Regions from separate parts of the Mus musculus genome. Here all the other regions are linked to region 3. Evidence: chromatin contacts called from public promoter capture Hi-C data. All regions are on one chromosome and are shown on one strand. The core of a region is the stretch at or near the end of the contact, and the rest is flanking DNA. Distances in the headings are between cores, read along the strand shown. Region 1 holds the start of Pmel (premelanosome protein). Region 2 holds the start of Bloc1s1 (biogenesis of lysosomal organelles complex-1, subunit 1). Region 3 holds the start of Stat6 (signal transducer and activator of transcription 6).

What was found. Promoter capture Hi-C pulls out the DNA fragments that hold promoters and counts their contacts.
Region 1: a contact with region 3 is called in a promoter capture Hi-C map of pre-B cells. The contact joins the promoter of Pmel here to the promoter of Stat6 in region 3.
Region 2: a contact with region 3 is called in a promoter capture Hi-C map of pre-B cells, with 6 times the contacts expected there. The contact joins the promoter of Bloc1s1 here to the promoter of Stat6 in region 3. A contact is called at or near these places in 1 of 39 promoter capture datasets (pre-B cells) and 1 of 9 other capture datasets (liver).

Annotation. Positions count from the first base shown.
Region 1 is chr10:128,704,818-128,708,938 of GRCm38.p6, forward strand. Pmel (premelanosome protein) reads left to right here and starts at 1,441. Exons shown (of 11, transcript NM_021882.4): 1 at 1,441-1,541. The coding sequence starts at 1,469. Cdk2 (cyclin-dependent kinase 2) reads right to left here and starts at 234. Exons shown (of 8, transcript NM_183417.3): 1 at 1-234. The coding sequence starts at 10.
Region 2 is chr10:128,920,884-128,924,786 of GRCm38.p6, forward strand. It overlaps Bloc1s1 (biogenesis of lysosomal organelles complex-1, subunit 1), which reads right to left and starts at 2,641. Exons shown (of 4, transcript NM_015740.3): 1 at 2,492-2,641; 2 at 1,771-1,843. The coding sequence starts at 2,552.
Region 3 is chr10:127,640,352-127,644,534 of GRCm38.p6, forward strand. Stat6 (signal transducer and activator of transcription 6) reads left to right here and starts at 2,635. Exons shown (of 22, transcript NM_009284.2): 1 at 2,635-2,898. Gm40802 (a long non-coding RNA gene) reads left to right here. Exons shown (of 3, transcript XR_872173.2): 3 at 1-69.

The DNA.
Region 1 (4,121 bases), core at 191-2,690, 1.1 Mb after region 3:
AGTTCTCCATGGAGCGCTAGTGAGGCGGCTCAGGCCCCCGGGAGCGGGGCCCGGGAACCCTGACGAAAGCGGGCCCGACACTCGGAGCGGAGGACCTGGGGGACCCCGGGTGAGCACGGCAGTCCCAGCTCGGGATGGAACGCAAGGAGAGCTCAGCCCTTGACAATTTGTCCAACTTGAAACAATGTTGCCGCCTCCCCCACTGCTCCAGACGGCCATCCGAGACCCCGCCCCTCCTTCCCGCGTTTCCCTGGCCCCGCCCCCCGCCCTTCCGATTGGTTCACGTCACGAGGGCGGACCGGACCATCGCGCTCCCGCCTCAGAGGCCCCGCCCTGGGCGGGCGAGCCGCGGGGCAGCTGCACAACTTTCCCGCAGTTCCTGGTTTAGGCTCCGCAGGCCGGAACTGGTGGTGTTTCTGGTCTACGGATTTCCTTACCTTTCCCTCACAATTTTCACCACCCCTTGGGTGAGATTAAAATTCCACCTGGACAAGAGAGTCTCTTTTAAAAAGCAAAACCTGGGAATCTTTAAAAGAAAAAGAATAATGTATTTTATTTTAAATGGTGTGTGGGTCTGTGTGTCTGCATTTAAGTTTTCACAGAAGCAGCAGGTGCCCTGGAGCTGAGGTTCTAGGCGGTCGTGAGCCTAACTTGGGTGCTGGAGCTGAACTCTGGTCTTCTGCAAGAGCGGCTTGCGCTCTTAACAGCGGTGCTGTTTCTCCAGCACTCTCGCCTGCTTTTTGGAAACATCTCATAATGCAGCCCTTGTTGGCTGGAATGCGTTCAAAAGTCCAGGTTGTCTTCGAACTCACAGAGATCCGTTTGTCTCGGTCTCCATGTGGGGCACAAAATCCGGTCTCTCTCTCTCTCTCTCTCCCACACACACTCCCTCCTTCTCGCCTCCCTCCGCTTTCTTTTTATTTTTCTGAGACAAGGTTTCTCTGTGTAATCTTGGCTGTCCTGGAACTCTAGTCCAGGCTGGAAAATCGGGACTCTTATTGTAAAGGATTCTTTGGCTAGATAATAGAGTCGTTTCTCAGCCTAGCTTAATACTGTCTCACTGTTTCGGGGTTCATTGGCTGCCTGTGTTGTTTTATTGCTGGCAATCTACCCTCCCAGCCCCTTCTGGATGCTTTTGGATAAAGGTGCTGTTTCTGTCTTAAGGATCTCTTGGTTTGACACAATTCTCTTCACTCTGTCTTGCTGAATTGTGACTGTTAAGTATGTGAATTGAGGCTGCCCATCAGTGAACTCTTTCCAGAATAAGTGTGTCAGTGAATGTGACCCAGCGAAACCAGAAACTGTCATTGAGCTGTGTGGGATGAAATCAGTTCTGGCCCTTTCCTTCTTCCCAGGTTTCCCCTCCTCTGGAGGGAGAGGAGGAAGGCCTATGCAAATGACCATCCCTTTCTATATAGGGGCTCGCTCCCACCCCCTGGTACCTTTGGCTGCTGGCAAGAGGACCACTATGGGTGTCCAGAGAAGGAGCTTCCTTCCCGTGCTTGTGCTGAGTGCTCTGCTGGCTGTGGGGGCCCTAGAAGGTGAGTGTGGGTGGGTGGTCAGGAGCAAGTGCTATTAGCAATTGAACACCAGCTCTGGGTTTCCCCCTTCTAATCAGACAAGTCAAAATACTTTAGGCTTGTCCTATTTGATTTTAGTGAAGATATGGTTTTGTTTGGTTTTTTTATTTGTTCAAGACAAGGTCCAGTGTAGCCCAGGCTAGCCTCAGATTCACTGTGTACCCACGGATGAACTCAAACTCCTCATCTACCTCCTAAGTACATACTTAAACCGTTGTGCCCAGCTTTAGATGTGAACCTTAGGATCAAGCATAGAGGTATCCCTATCTGATGCAGGGGGCAGAAGGCATGGCACTAATTCTGAGGCTGCTTGGAGCACTCAGCGAAATAGGGGCTCCAAGGAGGTGACATGGTGACATGTCCATGGTGACATGGAGATCCTTTGGGTAATATCTTAAATGCAGTGATAGGAGATGTAAAGTAGAGAGAAAAAGAGTAGGGTATTCAGGAAGGCCAAACTGACAGACCACCTCTGCATCAGGGGTGCGGATGGATGAATGTATCCCAGGCTTGTCTCAGAAGGGTCTCAGCTGAGCATCACATGAAAGGACTCTGGGGGATTGAGACCTCGTGACAGGAGCAAGAGGAGGGAGTTAAGGATGGCGAGAGGGTCTGGAATGTCCCGTGCTGCTGAGGAGGGAGAGTGGGCAGTCAAAAAGAATGGTGCGTCTTATGACTGTTCTTGCTTCAGTGGTCAAGCGCTCCCTGAGATGAACATAGAACAGCCCCCCCCCTCCCCCCTCCCAGCAGAACCCTGGGCTTCCTGTGGACGTTAGAATTGGGTTAAGGACACTTCTCTGTGCTGTAATATATTATATATATATTACATACATACACATTATATATATCTGGTTTCTTCACTTGTACTATAATTTCTCTTTTCTTTTCATTACTTTTCTGAGATGTTGTTTGCGATGTTCTGTTCATACCCACACATCTGAGTGAGGCCCTTAAGATACTCTGCTTGCATTTCACACACTGACTTTAGTTTTTGTTTGGGGGCTGTCCCCCCACCACTACCATGTGAGTCTGGGGAACAAACTCAGGTTGTCAGGCTGGGCAGAAAGCCTCTTTACCCCATAAGCCACCTCACTTGTCCAAGAGTTTCTTCTAAATACATATTTTAGACAAAAACAGCAACCAAGAAGGATAGAGCAAATGTGTCCAAATGTTGGTGGATTTTGGATTTGGGTGAAGGGATGTGGACATCCATTTTATTCCTTTCTTTTCAGACATCTGTTTTAGCTCTGGTCTCCCAACGTAACCCCAGCTGGCGTCCAACAACTTGCAGTGATTTTCTTTTTTCTTCTTCTTCTTCTTCTTCTTCTTCTTCTTTTTTTTTTTTTTTTTTTTTTCCAGTCAGGGTTTCTCTGTGTAGCCCTGGCTGTCCTGGAACTCACTCTGTAGACCAGGCTGGCCTCGAACTCAGAAATCCACCTGCCTGCTTCTGCCTTCCTAGTGCTGGGATTAAAGGCGTGCGCCACCACACCTGGCTCTTCTTCTTCGGAGTGCTGGGACTACAGATGTGACACACTGTACCCAATTAAATTATAATAATTATATCTGCTTTGTCCCCCACCTCCAACCTGTACAGGCTTCTTCTCAATCGACCCTCCTCTCTCTCCTCCTCCTCCTCCCCCTACAGCTGCCCCTCTTCCTCATTCCCCTCCTCCATTTTCTGAGACAGGGCACGCTGCTCTGGGATACACTCTGTAGTCCATGCTGTCAAGCTCATGGTGTTCTATGCTGGTGACTCCTGAGTACATCATGCCTTGATGCCACAGTGGCCTTTCCATCATGTTAAAAAAAAAAAAAAAAAAAGGCCGGGCGTGGTGGCGCACGCCTTTAATCCCAGCACTCGGGAGGCAGAGGCAGGCGGATTTCTGAATTCCAGGACAGCCTGGTCTACAAAATTAGCTCCTCAGTGGCTATTCTTGTAGAATACCCATGTTCAATCCCCAGCACACACACATGCAGCTCACAACTGTTTGTAACTCCAGACCTAGGAGATCAAACATTCTCTGCTGATCTCGGGGGTCACTAAGTGTGTGCTTTGGTGCACAGACATACATACATACAGACAATAGACTCTCTCTCTCTCTCACACACACACACAAACAATAAAAAATATTCTTTTCTTTTTGTTTGACAGTATTTCTCTGTGTAAAAGGCATGCACCACCAGCATCCAGCAATAATGAATATTCTTTTAAAAATTATCTGAGCAGGCCATGGTGGTTTGCCTTTAATCCCAGCACTCAGGAAGTAGAAGCAGGTAAACCTCTGAGTTCAAGGCCAGCCTGGTCTACAGAGCTCCAGAACAGTGAGGGATACAGAGAAACCCTGTCCAAAAAAATATATATATATATAACAAAAAAAATAAGATGAATCTGAAGGATGGGATGGGGATAGAGCTTAGCTGGTAGAGAGTTGGTCGAATACACACAAATCCCAGGTTCTGGTCCTAATGTCTTTCTAGCACATACCTAAGCCTAGCATTTAGACAGTAAAAACGGGAAGATTGGGACTTAAGGGTCATTAT
Region 2 (3,903 bases), core at 1,391-3,890, 1.3 Mb after region 3:
CAAGTCCGGAGCTGACTAGTAACCATTTCCTATCCTCTCAAGAAGTTTCTGCATCTGAGCTGGGGCAGGGAAGGTTAACCTGGGGGGATATCCCTGAGGAAGAAGCTGGGAGGGAAAAGGGAGCGTGGGAAAATTCAGCAGCAGCAGGGACACATCTGGCTGTGATTTGAAGCCCAGTGAGCTCTGCAAGAAGTTGCAAAGGAAGTCAGGCCCCTCCCTGGATCTGGAGTGGGATGGGAGACCACACCCCCTCCTCAGGAATCCTGGGTCAAATGAGCCTACCCCAAGAGATTTTCTTGGTTCTTCCCAGGCCCCGTTTTGAGACAGGGTCTTATGTAGCCCAGGATGACCCCAAACTCGCTATGTGGATGAAGCTGGCCTTGATCTAATCCTCTTGCCTCTACAGTCCAAGAGCTGGGATCACAGGCTTTCACCTTCAGACCCAACTCTCCCACCCACACAGATGAGTGAACACCACCCCACCCACACTGCCCAGTGCTGACACTTCTCAGCTCAGTCAAGGTGCTGGCTGTGGTAACTATCACTGCTAAGAGGTTAGCTCTCCATCCTCCACCAGTGTTTTTCACTTTCCCTTTTACATAACCAGTGTTCCCTCTCTTACTAGCAGATGACCTTTTCATTCCCTATTCCAAAGCTCTAGGTCAGTAAGGAGACTCCACATCCGGTGCCCTCACCCACTGGAATGTGTGGGGGCAGAGGAGGCAAAGGGCTGGGTGGGGGGGGGGGCTTCAAGAAAGTGGGCAGGGCACCTGACAAGGGCTGAGACAAACTAGGCCTTTGTTTTATTTTCTGGAGAATAGGAGCTGTGGGGAGCAACACAAAACCCTTTCTAATCAGGATTTGGCTTAGGTGCCCTCTAAGCTTCGAATGTGGGGTGGCGTCTAGCAAGTAAACAGAAAGAAGTCTGGCCAGCGTCACAAATGTAGCAAAGGATGTGCCAGTGTGGGAACACCAGAGAAGAGGAGGAGAGAGCTGTCTGGAGACAAAGGAGACCAGAGCCCCCAACCACAGCCATTCTTCCCCCTAATCTCCCCTCAAGATGAGTAATGGTTGATGACCCTAACCCTGCATGACTCCCTTGGATGAATCAGTCTCTGGATTTGCAACCAAGCCTGTCACTCGCCCTGGGCGGAAGGCATAGTATGTGCCTCCTTTCTTCCCATAGACAATCAGATCACCATCTCTGCACTCTTATGAGTCATGCAGGGCCAGGGAATCTTTCCAAGTCTTTGGATACCACTGGTCTTCTCATTGAGGGTTAAGGTTGGGGGAAGGGTCCCTGGAGACCCAGAAGGAAAGGAAGAGACAGCCTGGTTTTGTCACAGCTCTTGGCTTAGGCTCTTCCTTACTTCTACCAGCTGTGCCATCCTGTTCCTGCCATTTGTTTCGCAGGCTTTCCAGAGAGTAGGAGGTGAGGAAGGAAAGAGGGTACGTGGTGGAAGAGGTTGTCCTTCCCTCCCACCCAAGTGACAGCTGGACATATAAGGGTTAGTCGAGTTGGCCAGATGGCATCAAGTTGTGCCAGGGAAGTTAGTGTGGGGAGGGGAATTCTGTTTTCCCAACCACTGCAGCTGTCGCCCCCATCAGCGTTAGAGAGTGAAAGCTGACTCAAGTCTCCACAAAGTTACATTAGGGGGAGGGGACAGATCAGAGGAGTTACTGGAGCACCGGGTCCTTCTGAAAGCTGGCCCAGATGCTGTGTAACCAGGGTGGATGGAGGAAACCGGAGTTGAGGGAAGAGGTTCATACCCCACGTTGAGGTGATCCACCAACGCTTCGGTCAGGCAGGTCGCTGCAGCGATAGCTTCTCTCCTCCTCTTCTCTGGGGAAGGGGAAAGGGGTTGGAGCAGACTTCGTATTTGAAAGATGGTGCTAATGGGTCCTCACGCACTTATTACTGTTCTAGAAACTGCCAACTAATGCCAGACCTCTTAAAAAGAACCTTCCATACATAAACAAAACAAACCCCTTTATTTTGGAGGCAAAGAAACTGGGGCCCTGAGAAGGGAATGGACACTCCATCAGGTACGCCCAGGACTCTTCCTAGACATCCTTTTTCCACTACTTTGGGCAATGGATTGGCAACTCCAGGATTCCCAGTCTAGGCCTGGGGAAAGTTGTGCCTTAGCTGTGTGGCAGACTGGGCAGTCCCCAATTCCTCCCACTTCCGGGGTGAGAAGCTGGCTGGGCCAATTGGCAACGCGTTTCGCGCTCCAGGGGCGGGACTCAGGCGCCGCCTGGGCGGGATTGAGGGAGGTGGCGCAGGGACCCGAGTGGTGCCAAGGGGACCAGGGCTGGTTGGCAAGGGGACGGAGTTTCCAGAAGTGCCGCCCCCAATTCCCTGCCCGGCACTCGGGTCGCCCGCTAGCCGGCGCCCTCTCCTTGATCTGGGAGGTTACCCGAGGTCCAGGCCTCTGGAAGAAGCTAGGCCGCGGCCGGGAGCTGCCGACCGACCGGACGCTGAGCTCACCCTGCAGCTCCTTGCGTTCGTTCTGCTTGGCTTGGTGTTCTTTGAGCAGGCGGGACAGCATGGTCGAGTCTGGCTGGGTGTGGGCACGGCGGACCCCTCCCTAAGGCTGCAGGAACTGGACTATGCCTTGGCTCACCCGGAAGGCGTCACGTGATCGCAGTATCACGTGACGCAAGAGCCTCCCTCTGCTTTTGGCATCTGGTGGTTGGTATTGAGGAGCTAAAGGAGCGAAGTGGAGGGTTGGTTGCTTGGTGGGTGAGCTGTTCGCTAATGAGGCTCAGTTTCTGGAGTCAGGAACACTTTTCGCATTTAGTCATGCTGAAGAGTCAGTTTTCACATGCTCTGGCTGTCGGGTTTTGAGAGGATTGGTGTCCTGATGCTGTCCACTACACTTCTGTTACTAGGGTAGCAGAAGCTCTCTGAACTCATTGAAATTCTTCTCCTTCCCTCACCTTACCTCCTGGCAATGCCGGCCGATTCTCAGTGGATTCCCAGCTTCCTCTCCCTAGAAGAGAATGCTTTCTCTTATTTCCCAGCCCTCTTGTCTTCTCACCTCTCCACCGAGGTTCTCTCAGCTCTGGGTGATCACTGTAGAGCAGCATTTTAGGCACCTCAAGCAGCCTTCTAGGGAGCTTTGCTAATGTTGCGGGCAGTGAGTGGTGAATGCGCAGATCTATCTCTGTCCTTTTGTGGTCAGGGAATGCGAACCCATTTTAGTCGTGGCAGAAGCGTAAGTGCTACTGCCAAAGTGAAAGGTAAATTATACAGTGCTTCTCCGACTAAGGAGGAATGCTTCCAGGACTAATTCCAACTAGAAAAATTATAAACACCATCAATTTATTGCTGTTGTTTCTCTCTCTCTCTCTCTCTCTCTCTCTCTCTCTCTGTCCCCTAGGCTCCTTGTGCTTTTCATGGTGGCCAGGAATCCACCAGCGCTACAAGTAACCGGAGCTAAGGGGTGCATTACAAGTGTGCAGACATACCATGTGTCCCACAACTTTGATTCTAGCAGGCCTGAGGCAGAAGCAGGAGGATGTCTGTGTATTTGAGGCCATCCTGGTCTACAGAACAAACTTTGGGGCAGCTAGCAATATGTAGAGAGACCTTGTCTCAAAGCAGAAACACACAGACCACAAAAAAACGAATGTGGAGACATGCTGGCCAAACTTTGGTCAATTTTCTTACCCATTCTGAGCTTTAGTTTGATTGTTAATAAACTAAGGTGATTAGACTAATGTTTAGCTCTGGCTAAAGAGTAGAACCGCATTGAAGAGTTTGTAAATAATACTGTCATGTATGGTATACTGATGCAAACCTGTCAGGGGGCTGAGGTGGAAGAATGGGGAGTTCTAGATTAGCTTGGGCTACATAGCAAGACCCTGTCTCCTACTCCCAATTAAAAAGAAACTTGA
Region 3 (4,183 bases), core at 1,385-3,884:
ACAGTCATGGATCTATCTCTAAAGTAGAATCAGATATACTTCTAAACCCTGGGTTCTCCTGTGACATCTGTGTCCCCACTGGCAGGATAAAGGAAGATGAAGTATTGTTTTTCTTCTGACACTTGCTTGTTTAGCAGATACCATCCTAGTTCATCTTAAGAGGAGCCAAAGCCGAGGCTGCAGCCTCTCTTCTCTCTCTTCCTGCCTGTTCTTGGACTCACACTTCCTGAGATACCCAGGGGGCAGGGCCTGGCTTCCACTCCAGTCTGAGGACGTTCATCTGTGCAGTGGGCACCTGGAAGCACATAGGTGTGCGCCATGAACTCACGCATGTGCATCCCTCGGTGTAAGCATTACTGGCTGGACCAGTCTCTGGATAGACTCCCATCTACCATCTCCACCCCTGCTCTCTTTCTCTTCCACTCACTGCCTTACAGACCTAAGGCATCCATAAAGGAACACACCTCTTCTAGGCTCTGCCTTACCCTCACAACTTACCCTCAGCACTACCCTCTCACAACCCTGGAACCTCTGGGTAAGATGAAGAGCCTTCTGGGTTTTTTCCCACATAATATTTATTCTTGGCCATAAAAACAGTGTCTGGGACTGGAGAGAGAGCTCAGTGGTTAAGAGCTCTGGCTGTTCTTCCAGAGGACCTAGATCTGATTACCAAGACCCACATGGTAATTAGAAAACAATCATCTGTAATTCTAATTCCAGGGTATGTGATGCTCTCCTCTAGCCTCTGAGAGCACCAGGCATGCACATGGTATACATTCATGTAGACAGTATATCTATAGACATTAAGAACAATCCATCAAGGGGGCTGGAGAGATGGCTCAGATGGTTAAGAGCACTGACTGCTCTTCCGAAGGTCCTGAGTTTAAATCCCAACAACCACATGGTGGCTCACAACCATCCGTAATGAGATCTGACTCTCTCTTCTCGAGTGTCTGAAGACAGTGACAGTGTACTCATATGTAATAAATAAATAAACAAGAACAAAAAACCCAACCCATCAAATATTAATTGTTGGGTTGGGATGTGACTCATTTGGTAGCATCCTTGCCTGACATGCAAAAAGCCCTGGGTTCAGTTCTTAGCATCACAAGCCCTCTTGCTGTTTGTTGCATATTTCTAAGCCTGGTACTTGGGAGGTGAAGTTAAAGTTTGTCCTTGGTTACTAGGCAATTTCAAGGCCATCCTGGGCTACATGACCCTTTGTCTCAACAACAGCATCAACAACCACAGTCCAACCAAGTAGCTGAGCAACAACAACAACAACAAAAGTACCTCCTGCTTGCTGTTTACTAGGTGACCAGAGTTCCTCTGAGCCTTTATGTATCAGTATATTCTATTCTCACAACCCCACAGCTTAAGCCACTCTGCGTGCTCCGTCCTACAGATAATGAACCAGCCAATTCTGCAGTTAGCATCTTTGGCAGGACTTGAACACAAATAGGTCTTGCTCAGAGTCCATGATTATATTATATGTACATGTACAGTTTGCTCTGGCACCTGGGTGGATCTAAGTTTGCACTGTGTACAGTGCCCACGGATGTGCAGTGGAGGAATCAGCTCAGGCACCAGGGGGCGCCAGAAGCCTGGCTTTTGCTCTTTCAGCCCAGCCCTGAAAGGCAATGGAAAGCCAAAATTCCAACTTGACACAGCCACCCTCAGACTATCCCTCCATACACTCGACTTTCAGGTTTGGCCTTTTGTTATCCTCCCCAACAAAAACTACAGGACAGTCCTCTGGTTATGATGGTGATTCAGAGGCTGAACAAGGGGCGTGTGTGTGTGTGTGTGTGTGTGTGTGTGACTCTAAGAGGCTCTGAGGGCTGTCATGTGTGAGAGCCTGCTGCTACATGTGTAAAGCTCAGACACGCGCGTGTGCGTGTGTGTATGTGTGTGTGTATGCGTGTGTGTGTGTGTGTGTGTGTTTTCTTGTGGCCAGGGAAATTGCACATATTTGTTTTGGGGTGTGTCTCAGTGTTTACCTCAGAAACAGATAGGAACTTTGCCAAGGTTGCACAGCATATTCACATTCAAACTTGGCACCCTGGCAGCCCTCAGTGGCTATCACTAGGGTTTGGGACGTGGTATCCCCGAATGAATTCCTTTTCCTCCAAGGGACTCCCGGAGACTTCCAGAATTCTGAGCTAAGGGTTCCCCTCCCCCACTTCCTCCCTACAGTATCACGGGACTTCTAAGGCGTTCCTGCCTTGGAAGGAGGTGAGCCTAATTGTGCAGGGGCCTCGGGCTCCCAGCTGTTTTTCAGGGTCCTCCACTGGAGGACGCACACAACCCAGATGTCCCATAGCACAGTTCCCCGAGGTCCCAATCTCTGGCCCGGAGAAAGTTTGTGTGGTAGCTAGGCAGTTCGGGGTGGCATGCCTCTGCCAGATATTAGGTGACTTTTCCGAGGAGTGGGGAATGGATCAGTGCTAAGGGGATTAGAGTAAAGGTCAGCCTCCCTCCAGTGTGGTTCAATGGAGCTCCAGCTTTGCCCTCCCCACTACGTGCTTCCCCACCGGGTACATACAGGTTCACCCCACTTTCTTCCTCTTCCTCCTCCAGCCCACTTTCTCTTCTCTGTGTCGTCAGAGCGCCAGGGAGGGACCTGGGCAGACAGAGAAGCCGGAAACAGCAGGCCGGGGCAGCCAGGGTTTACAGTGAAGAAGGCCCGGAGACGAGTGCGTGCGTGCCTGTGTGTGTGTTTGTGTGTGTGTGCGCGCGCTCGAGCGTGTGCGCGCGTGCCTGTGTGCATATGTGTGTGTGTGTCTGTACACATTGAGTTTTTAGGGCCAGCCCAGGACCCGCTGGACAGACCTACAGACCCATGGGGCTTGGTAGTGCCCTCTGAGAGAGGGAGAAGATAGCAGCGGGGCTGCTGAGGTGAGGGGACGTCTGCGAGTAGGGAAGGTTATGGGGGGGCTTTGACGAACCACGAGGGATGGATTTTCGGGGCCTCTCGGATCCTCCCCCCTGGGCGGGGCAGTTGGTCCCCTGAAAATAGTTTCATCTGGGGTTAGCTGACGGCACTGGGTTTTGGCAGTTTCCAACTTTCGAAGGACTCGGGTGGGTACAGGCCTCCACATTCCGGTCCCCAACGTGTCGCGTCACTTTCCCCAATCCTCAGCCCTGCGCCTCCTGGGTCTTGGGACAGTCGCTGGGCAGAGGAGAAGAAAGGTTCTCTGGGTTGGGGGACATGGCTGCCTTTCCCTAGAAGTTGATGCTCCAGGGTCCCCGAGCCTGTCCAACCCCTAGCTGCTGCCCGCTAAAGGTTCCTACTCAGGGTGTGGCTGGAGGGTGAGAGAGACCCAGATGTAGATCTCATGGTGCCCCAGAGGAGGGGGACTTTCCCCCTCACTTTTTTGGCCGCAGTAAACCCTGAGATTTCCCCGTGGAGGGCAGCCGGCTGGGGGTTAACCCTCCTCATGCTGACCTGGCTCCACCTCCTCCCACCCTTTCCCACCCCCACCAGCGCCGCCACCGTCATATATACACGCACATTGGACAACTCAGGGAAGCCCTTGACTTTTGATATTGGGGTCACACGGCCAGCGGACTCGGAATGCGGGAGTGGAGGGGATAGATTTAGGCCACCAAGCTTACGAAGAAGCTTCTAGGTTGTCGGGCTTCCCCTACGGCGGGGAGGGGGAGCCTGGAAGGGAAAGCTCGCCCCGCCTCTTGAAGTGTAGCTCCGCCTTCCCACCCTAGGGGACTGATCTCAAGAAAGGACGGTCCTTGTCCTAGCCCGACCTATAGACCCTGCAACGTTACCGGCAGCTCAGGAGAAAAATATGGCTTAATGGCGTCTGGGGTGGGGGAAGGATGAGACTTGAGTCACTCTACAGGGAGATTTAGAGGAAATTGGAGCTGTTCCTGGCTTGGCGGTCCCAGTCCCCAGTAGGGTAAGGATAGGGCCAAAGGTCTGGAATCCGAACATTCCAGAGACTGGGAGGAAAAGGGAACAGAATCCTCTCTTAAATTTGAAAATAAGACAAATGTGACTCTTCGGGATGCCCCACCCAACGGGGTAGACAGTTTTAGAGCAAAGTCTGGTTGGAGGACCCTATGCAAGAGTTGAAGACTCTGCCTTTGGGAGTGAGAACTCAGGGAGTGGGAGAGCAACCGGGAAGATGGTTAAGGGTAGGCAATGTCCTGTGAAGTGGCCTCC